Regions from separate parts of the Danio rerio genome. Here region 2 is linked to region 1. A link is a contact called in public HiChIP or PLAC-seq data. All regions are on one chromosome and are shown on one strand. The core of a region is the stretch at or near the end of the contact, and the rest is flanking DNA. Distances in the headings are between cores, read along the strand shown.

Region 1 (5,101 bases), core at 1,700-4,199:
CGGTATGAGTCTTACCGCCTGACCCTCATTCCTGACGTGATTCAATATCTAAAATCAACAAATTTAATGTGTCTTTTGTACTAAACCACTAAATTAGCATTAACTAGCATGTGTCACTAACCCATTCAATTGGTGTTCTCTTCAGAATACATGTACATTGTATGCTTGTTCAGTACATAACTCAAATTACAGTGACTCTTGTAATTTTTTCCCTAAATTACTGTTCATTTTCTTGTCGGCTTAGTCCCTTTATTAATCCGGGGTCGCCACAGCGGAATGAACCGCCAACTTATCCAGCAAGTTTTTACGCAGCAGATGCCCTTCCAGCCGCAACCTATCTCTGGGAAACATCCACACACACACACACTTATACACTATGGACAATTTAGCTTACCCAATTCACCTGTACCGTATGTCTTTGGACTGGGGGGGAAACCAGCGACCCAGCGACCTTCTTGCTGTGAGGCGACAGCACTACCTACTGCGCCACTGCCTCACCACTGTTCACCCACTTAACTTTAATGTATGTTCAGTACCAACTCATTAGTCCATCTCTTGAATGCATTTTCAGCACTAACCCACTAAATTGGCATCCTTTGATTGTGTCTACTAGGAATGGGATGATAACTGTTTTCAAGGTATACCGCGGTTTGAAAAAGTCAAGGTTTTAAAAGGTTTTAGGTTTTTTCCTAAGGTTTGTGTTAGATTTTTTTTATTACTTTTTTTTGTGTTTTTAGGACAACAGTATCTCCAGCAAAAAAGATATCCAAAGATGCCATTTTAAATTCTAAAATAAAATCTGTTTTTGACAAATGAAAACAGCAGAAGTGAATAATTCATTTGAATTATTTAGCCTGACATGTTTACTGTCTGTTTCAAACTATTTTAAATGTTTCTTAAAATAAAATATATTGTGTGTAAAAGAGAAAAAAATTGAGTTTTTACCCAGACATTGAAAAAGAATATATTTTATTCAAAATTACTAAATGTATTCAATAATAACTTACTAGTGTCCAGCATGTATGGTTTGTACAAACCCACTCAACAAGTGTCTAGCATGCTTGTTTATTATTAGAGCATTAAAACAGCACTTGGAGTGTAAGGCTAGGCTATTTGAGCTCAAAAAATCAAATGAAAGCACATCTCTGTATTTTGGTCTGAATTGCAGTATGCAGAATATATCTCTGAATTTTCCGTGCTTGAATAAAGAAAATCAATATTTCTTTTACATTTTTACATCCTCTAAAAGGCTGTCAAATCTAACATAGTGAAATCTAAAAACAAACAAAAAAGCTTTTTGAAGCTAGAATTAAATGAATAAAATAGTTTTGATTACCCCATTACAACAATCTCTTCATATTTACTTATCGGTCATGACTTTACCGATGACTTTTTTTGTTGTTGACCTTTTCAGAACTTTTAAAAATTGTGAAAACACCTGTGATGTTTAAGTTACACATCAATTCTCAAACACATGAAACCAAGTAGTCTGTCAAAGCATTTGATGCTTCAAACTATACTTCTTAACTATTATTATTTAGTAGTATATAGTTTGAATCATGTTCAGGATGATTAACAGGCTGAATAATGCACTTTCCTAGCAGCAGCTACTCTGTATCTTCCTCTATTTTTCAGAATTACTTGTATAATTCTATCTTCTTTTTTTACATTAATGGTATTGGCCCATACCATATTATTCTTTAGAAAAAGATATCAATAAGCTTTACAACTTCAATATACTGCCAAGCCCTACTGAAGTGTTTGACTAGTAATAACCAAAAGATCCAGGGTTTGATGCGTGTTGAGTACAACTACCCACTAAACCAGCATCTGGCATGCATGTTCAGTTGGAACTAGTGTTTGATGTGTGTTCAGCATGAACCCAATAAACCAGTCTCAGGGATCCATGTTCAATACTAACCTAGCTTGGCCTTTTAATTATGAACCACTAAACTTGTCTCTAGCATGTGGGTTTAATTCCAACACACCAAACCAGTGCCACGCTAGTTTAGTATGTTGCTACTGAACACAAATCCTTAAAGTGTGTCTAGTACTAACTTACTAAACCAGTGACTGGCATATGTGTTCATTACTGACTCATTAAAATAACTTATGTCTGTGTGTTAAGTAGTAACTTAAACAACTGTTTAATTATGTGTTCAAGTTCAATACAAACGCACTGCACTAGATTCCAGCATGCATGTTCAGAATTAACTCACTAATGTATATCATCTCTGTACATCAGTGTTATTGTTCTTCTGCATAAGGTTAAGTGTTCAGTATTAACTTTCTAAACTCCAATGTCGGTCTAAGGGGTTATAACCCATTAAACTAGTGAGTGGTTCGTGTGCGGGGCTGTACCTTGTCCAGCTCGTCGTGCAGTTCTGAGAGGGTGGGTCTAATGAGTTTCTCGCCCAGCGGAGCGGCGGTCTGCCGGTAGAAGTCGATCTTGGGCACGGCGTCGATGGTGTTGTGTCCGAACGTACGGAGGTAGTAGGTGTTGGTGTGTGTATCGTAGTGATGGTGCTGCTGGCCGCCGGTGGAGGAGTGCAAACTGCCCTCGCTCATCACCGTGTCCCCGTTCTGCGCGGTTTCCGCCGGCGCGGCGTCCGGACTTGAGGCCGCAAAGTTCACAACCCGAAACCGGCCCTTGGCTTCCTCGCCGCCAGATACTGAATCCCGGAGCCCATCGGGCGGCGGCTCGGCAACGTACTCGGGTGGGGATGAGTCGAAGCCGACAGTGGTTTCACCGTCCCCTGCGGACTCTGTCACCAGATCCACCTGGAAGCGGCTCTGGCTCGGAGTCGGACCGGCGGGTTTAAGCGCATCAGGTTCGGGCGCAGAGAGATAATCGCCCGCGGAGATTGGAGGTGACGCCGACATGGTGAGTCAAAAAACCCTTCCCAAAGCTGATACTGTCCGATAAAAGTGCAAACGAGCCAATGGATGTGACCCAGCGTAGTCACTGATGCTGCAGGAAGACTAAAACAACGCGCCGCGCTTCCCTCTGAACCCGCAGCGCGACGCGCACATGCGGATGCAAATGGAGAACAGCAGCACGTCCAGTCAACAACTCCTGACAAGTTACACACGCTCAGTGAAACATCCAACGCACAGCCCGGTGTGTGCTCTCGCAAGGACTCTACAGACCCAGATAGTCTCTATGAATCGAGCTTTCCTTGGCTAAATTGCGCCGTGATGCTGCGCGACCTTGCCGCAACTCCTCCTCTCGTGCCCGCCAGTCTTGCTGCTTTATACGCGCACTGCAGCAGGACAGCGATGCTGGGTGACATCGCGAGAGGAAAGGCACTCGCGAGATTTGATCGCCCCATCTCTCGAGTTCAGGGGCGGAGGCTACAGCAGCCCGATCACACAGAGGCAAATGAGAAGTTGAGTCACGAACAGATTGTCATTGTTATGTGACATTATAATAAATACATCTATATTAAATGAATGTGTGCTAGTTGTCACAGTCTTTAATTGTACAAATAAGGCAATACAATAACTAATATCAAAGGTTGCTTCTGTCTGTGATCTAAAAAAAAAACCAAAAAAAAAAAAAAAAAAAATATATATATATATATATATATATATATATATATATATATATATATATATATATATATATATATATATATATACATCCACCGATTTTTCTTTCCAAATTCAAATAAATTATAACATTAAATGGAAATAAATAAAAAATATATTTTTTATTTAACGGCATTTTGTAAAGTCATTATTTCAAAAGACATAGCAAACATATTGAAGTTTGCTGAGTGATTAAATTCCAAGCAATCTCCCAAAAGAACGATTGTTTGGTGCAACGAAGTCTTTTATCCACAGGTGTCTATAAAAAAATGCCTGTTTTGTTTTCTATTGGCGCAAACATCAAGACATCCTTTTCCCTAACCTTGTTGTCAAACTGAACAGAGCGCCCCCAGTGTCCCAATAGACGAAATAGGGATCAGTAGCCCTACTTACCCTAATAATACATTTTATATATAATAAAATTATATAAAACTTTTTACATTTAACAAATGTATAAAACTATATTAATTTTTTACTCAAGCGATTCAATAGTGTTTATATGCTTAATTATCTAATAACTATTTAATTAATTATATATATATTTAATTTAATAAATATAATTTATATATATTATACTGTGTATATATAAAACAGCTTTGACAGTTTAGTAAAAGATAATAGTTTATGATCAGATAATCAGTTAAGATAATCAGTTTAAACCTATATATATTGTTTAAATGATTTACTAGGCTAATTTATTTTAATGTGACACATTATTGTTTGCTTTTCATAGTTTACAACAAATTGATTTTAACTAAGTATGATAAGATTAAGATCCTGAATTTGTTTATTACACTTATTCCTACAATTAGACAGTCTGTTGTTTTCTTTGTTTATGTGGAGACACGAATAAAGTCATAAGTGTCTTTAATCCATAATTTTTTATTTACATAGTTCAGAAACTACAGAGATGTTAAAATGATATATTAATAATGACCATATTTATAATAATATTAATTAAAATAACCATATTTTTGAAATTCAATAGGTGGCCATAATTCTAAAGTGAGTTAGTTATCATAAATGGTTTGGCCAATATGGTTTGCCCTGCTAGATTGTGTGTGCCTTAAACGTGTGTGGTTCTGTGGTTCTGCAGCTGGATATATCTACTACCTACTGATCCGTAAACTTTATTGGAACAAACAACATATCTCATTGAACTAATAATTAACTCTTAAACTCTTCATGAATCTTAATGTCTGAAGTCGGTATCATCAAATCTGTAAACTGTAGCCTATGCTCAGGAGAGCTATTTTAATATTTTGTTTATTGGCATTTATAACTACAAATTTATTTTAAAGAAGTTAAACATGGACATAGCAGACAGTAGACACATGTGCGAAAGGCCGCCACCAGTTTAGTGGATACAAATGGTATACAAACAGATGCAAATGTTATACAAACAGGAAAAATGCACACAAAATTTCAGAACAAACAGAACAAATGTCTGTGTTTATTCTCACTTTCCTTTTCACCTAGCACGACTTGAAATGTTTTATGGAAATTGTTT
Region 2 (5,101 bases), core at 1,379-3,878, 280 kb before region 1:
GCAATTCATTATGTCTGTAGTGCTGTTTAACAGCAGTAAAAATATTTAAGTAAAATATTAATTTCTAGTTCCAACCAGATTAAATTTGTGACCAGTTCTTTTGTGGACACACAGCACAGATGGAAGTTTTCTAACGAAGTTTCTTCTTTGTGACAGCCTTTGTTTTTGTCCTTTATGAATGGCATTTTGTTCGCATCCAAATGGGTTTTGTGTTACAATCAGCCAAGGACTGCAGATTGTTATCATGCAAATGACAGTGTTGCAATGGCGACCCTGTTCTTCCATTCATTCAAAAGAAAGAGCTGCAACCGTGCTCTTCAGATACACTCAGAGAGTAGATTATTTGTAAAGTAAATGTACACTATGTTGTCCTACAGTAGGGTAACAATGCTTACTTCTGACAAACTTTTTTCTAAGTATTTAATTTTAATAAGATTTCATCCTATAAGAAAATATCTGTTACTAAGAGGTCAGTAATGTACCTAATAGGATGAAATAACTTTATTTTAAAATCCTTCGTAATGACTATCCCTAAAATGTATCTAAATTTAATATAAACAATTTTTCCCAATGCACATTCTGTAATTCTTATCTGGAAATGATGGCACATTTATTTTTAGAATGCAATTTTGTAGAAATTTTTTGGATTGAAATATCTTGGCTTGTTTTCTCAGCATAAAAGTTTAGATTTTTAAGACAATTAATCTATTGTCTTTGATTTGGGAGTCATTTTGTAAGGAAGCGGACAATAATGTGTTTTAATTTTTAACTCTTTGTCGCCTGTCGAATGTATGCCTAATTTTAGAACATTTTGTATTGACTTGAAACTCTATTATGAATCTTTCTGCTTATTGTTAAATAAGGAAGCTGCCAAAATAACTGTACTACTAGAAAAAAATTGTGTTTACATTATAAGCATACTTTTAAATGATCAGATCCTTTTTGTTACGCCCATATAACACTCTAATAATTTAGAGCGTTTTTATTTTATTTTATGTTCTTTAAATATTTATTTTTCTTTCATGTATTGGTTTTTTCTTTATCCTTTGAAACATTTGTGTAACTAGCTGTACAATGAATATTTATCATTTGTATTCAAGTCACACAATATCAGTACAAATTAATGTTTTATGTATCCTGTTGATAAAAAAGGATGTCAGTGACGTTTCTCTTTAGGTTTAGCTCCATCAAGTGGACGTCGACATAATTTTGCATGATTTGCTTCCGCTCTTTTTCTGAAACTTCCATCTGTTGTTGTTGATAAACTAGAATCCATTTGTAGTTTTTTTTTATAAAACATCTCTGCTCATAAAAACAATATGAACCATTTCATAATTTCTAATGGTTCCCTTTAAAACATTACAAACAATCGACTTTTAATCATTAAAAACTAGGCTGTGTGACTCCATTAGGATAATTTTAATATGAAACAAGACATGTAACCCAGAGGAACAATTATAGTTTCCATTATGAGCATTACAAATTCAATTAGTGTTTCTATTTTTTTCAACAGGAGCATCACTAAAATCCTTGTTCCATACACGATGACTAAAAGTTCTCATATTTTCTAATGTTTTTGAAAAAAGCCTCTTCATCTGCATTTATTTGATTCGAAAAACAAAGCTGAATTGTCAGGAGTCACTATTTTAGTCTTCAATGCCACATGATCCTTATGGAAGGAAATACTTTTACTCAGAAATAATGCATTGAAAGTCACTGCCCATATAAAGTTATGGATATTTGAAACTGATGTAGCCTATTTTTAATTAATATTAATAAGAGGTATTAATAAGCATTATTGACTTCAGTTTTGCTTTACATTTTGGAAATTCAGCTTTGCTTTACATTTTATTTAAAATATATATATTTATATTTGTTACCTATAGAAATACATAAATGCCTTATAGGGACTTGATGTTTGTGTTCTGTGTAATTATTATTCATAATATTATTCATCATTCATTTTCTTTTTGGCTTACTCCCCTAATTAATCCGGGGGGTCGCCACATCGGAATAAACCTCCAACTTATTCAGCACATGTTTTATGCAGCGGATGCCCTTCCGGCTGTAATCCATCTCTGGGACACATCCACACTCATATACTACGAAAACTTAGCCTACCCATTTACCTATACTGCATGTCTTTGGACTGTGGGGGATATTTTTTTAGTTCAAAACTTCTGTCAAAAGCAATAAATAAAAAATCTGAATTTTTACCAATTTCTCCAATTAAGTTGTTCTTTTAAAATATTTTTTCCCCATTAATAAGCACAGGTATACATTTTTATATAAAAAATAAAACATAGAAAGAAATAAACTAATTAGCATCATCAAAATTAAATAGATGTTTTCATTGTTGCAGTCTCACATTATAGCCTACCTGGACAGACCTTTTGGGCACTTGCTGACTGCCCATTTTTTAAGGTTTGGACCAATGGTGATGTGTTCCCTGTTGATGACTATATCTGTTTCAGTATGATGGGATGGGAGACGGAATCTGTAATGCTCTGTGAACTCTCTGGGCGTGCTGTTTGTATTTTAGGATAATGAAAGGTTGAAAACCCATGCCTTGCGCATGCGCAGTAGCGCGCGAGGCTATTTAAATGTGGGGTGAAGATTCCTACAACAAACAGTTCTCATCAGTGAGAGTTACGCATCATCACGTCGTGATGAGTTGGGCCATCAGCACTCTGGCTGTCGGGATTGTCACACTTTTGATTATCCAGATGAAGTTTTACCCTTACTTTTGGGATGATTTAATGTATTACGTTAAAGTTCGGCGAGTGGGGTGGCGGATGATGGCGAGGATGAAGCGCGGGGTTGTCACATATCTCCAGTGCTTTGAGCTGCAAGCCACAAACATCCCGGATAAGCCTTTCATTGTTTTTGAAGACCAGACTCTCACGTATAGAGACGTGGATGTGCGGAGTAACAAATTAGCAAACGTCTTGAAATCTCACCGTGGTCTGAAACACGGTGACATTGTGGCGCTTCTAATGAATAATGAGGCGGATTTCATCTGCGTTTGGCTCGGACTCTGTAAACTGGGCTGCGAGGTCGCGTTTCTCAACTTCAACATCAAATCTCAGTCTTTGCAGCACTGTTTGGACCGCTGTGGAGCTAAAACGCTAGTTATTGGTTCAGGTAAGCGTCACAAGACAACACCGCAACACTCAGGTTTATTCAGCGAAACATATTTTATGGGTGCTCTGAGCATACATTTACGTTACTTTATGGAAACGCAGTTTATTATTTTCTTTGCTACAACGTAAGAGAGGTTGGGACACTTTCTTTCCCCGTCACAGCCCCATTTCACTGGCCAACTTCCCCTGAAACTAAAGTGAACGTCAACATGTTGCGTCTTGTGAAAACAGTGTTCGATGTAAATGCAGAGAATTTTGCTACAGAAACGGTTTGTGAATATGTCATCATGACACACGACACATTCTCTTAAAAGAGAGTCTTTAATGTTTATTTGGAGTTCGTATATAATTGTGTTTTGAAAACTGTTTGTTAAAAACTTTTAAACACAAGAAAAGTTTGTCAAGTGGGGCTTTTGGGTCAAAATGTTTGTTAAAACAAACAAGAAACCTTTTTTTAGGCCAGCAGTATGAAAAGTTATGATTATTTTACTATATTAAAAGTGTAGATCACTCAAATTAAAATTCCCTCACCATTTACTATTCCAGAAAGTGATTTCAAACCTTGTGTTTAGTTCCTCTGAACACAAATAAGCTATTTTGAAAACGTGTAACCAACCATTGTCTTCCATATAAGGAGAACAGATGTTATGGAAGTGAAAGGTTACAAGTTTTCAACATTTTCTAAAATAGATATGGTGTTTCACATAAAAAATAGACTCCTAAAGGTTTGGAATCATATGAGGGAGAGTAAATCGTATGTTTTCATCTTTGGGTGAAATGTCTCTTTAATGTGGTAAAATAATAACATTTAAATATTCTTTCATTCATTTTCATTTCGGCTTGGCGCCTTTATTAATCAGGGGTCGCCACAGCAGAATGAACCAAAAACTGTTTTGGAAGGCAGATTGCCTTCCAGCCACAACCCAACAATGGGAAACACCCATACACACTTTTTCACATAAACTACAGCCAATTTAGCTTGTTCAATTAATCTATAGCGCATGTCTTTGGAGCATGTTTTCCGAGGCACCCAGATGAAATCCTCACGAACACTGGGAGAACATGCCAACTCCACACGGAAATGCCAACCGATCTGACTGGGGCTTGAACCAGCGACCAGCGATCAAGCTACCCACTGCGCCACTGTAGCACTAAATTTAAATGTAACTACATGTATTAATTTTGTTTGAGACAAGTGAAAAAAGGAGTAAATAATAACTGAATTTTTTAGTTTTGGCATCCCTTTAAATGTTGTTATTTACTTTGATTGCTTGTCAGACTTTTTGTTACATTGAAATAGGGCTGCACAATATATTGGAATTATCAAAATATTGCAATTGTATCTTTGTAAGACTTTCAGCACAGTTTTTTGAAATCAAACGGAGTGGACATGATGCAAAAATCTGAAACCGTTTTAGTATGGATATTGAAATGTAACCAAGGAAGCAAGCCATGATAAGAAACAGTGAGGCAGCTAAAAAGTAGTCGTTTCAAGCAGTGGTGGAAACTGACAAATCATACTTTGAGTATCATACATAGTCAAGTAATGTGAAAAAAATCTAGCTCTTTCAATATTTTACCTTGTTACTTACTTTGAACTTGGACTAACATGTCACTAGTGTCCAGCACCATAATCCTTGCAGCACTAATAGAATATGTGAAAATTATCAATTTATTTGGAATTGTAACATTCTGTTGTTCATTTAAGTTTTGTTTAAGGCGGTTAAGGCCATTTAATAATTTTTTTTCAGTCTTTTTTTTCATCATCAGTGTATCTTTCATATTAATTTCAAATGTTTTAGCATTTTCTTGGCTACTTTTAATGCTGACATCTGTCTGTGACCCTGACCCTGCTTAAAAGTACTTTTAATACTTTTAAGATTGTGACTTGATTGGATGGGAAACACAGGACTGATTATTTTGCTTACCCAATTACCATCAACAAGACAAAATAAACA

The links. HiChIP or PLAC-seq counts read pairs in DNA pulled down with a chosen protein or histone mark.
Region 2: an H3K4me3 HiChIP or PLAC-seq map of gastrula embryo shows a contact between it and region 1, with 2.9 times the contacts expected there. The contact joins the promoter of LOC568883 here to the promoter of slc12a2 in region 1. A contact is called at or near these places in 2 of 18 Hi-C or Micro-C datasets (caudal fin and hematopoietic stem cells) and 2 of 4 datasets of contacts at active chromatin or transcription factors (embryo and gastrula embryo).

Annotation. Positions count from the first base shown.
Region 1 is chr10:18,505,400-18,510,500 of GRCz12tu, reverse strand. It overlaps slc12a2 (solute carrier family 12 member 2), which reads right to left and starts at 2,949. Exons shown (of 27, transcript NM_001002080.1): 1 at 2,362-2,949. The coding sequence starts at 2,883.
Region 2 is chr10:18,788,399-18,793,499 of GRCz12tu, reverse strand. It overlaps LOC568883 (long-chain fatty acid transport protein 6), which reads left to right and starts at 2,628. Exons shown (of 10, transcript XR_012386198.1): 1 at 2,628-3,144.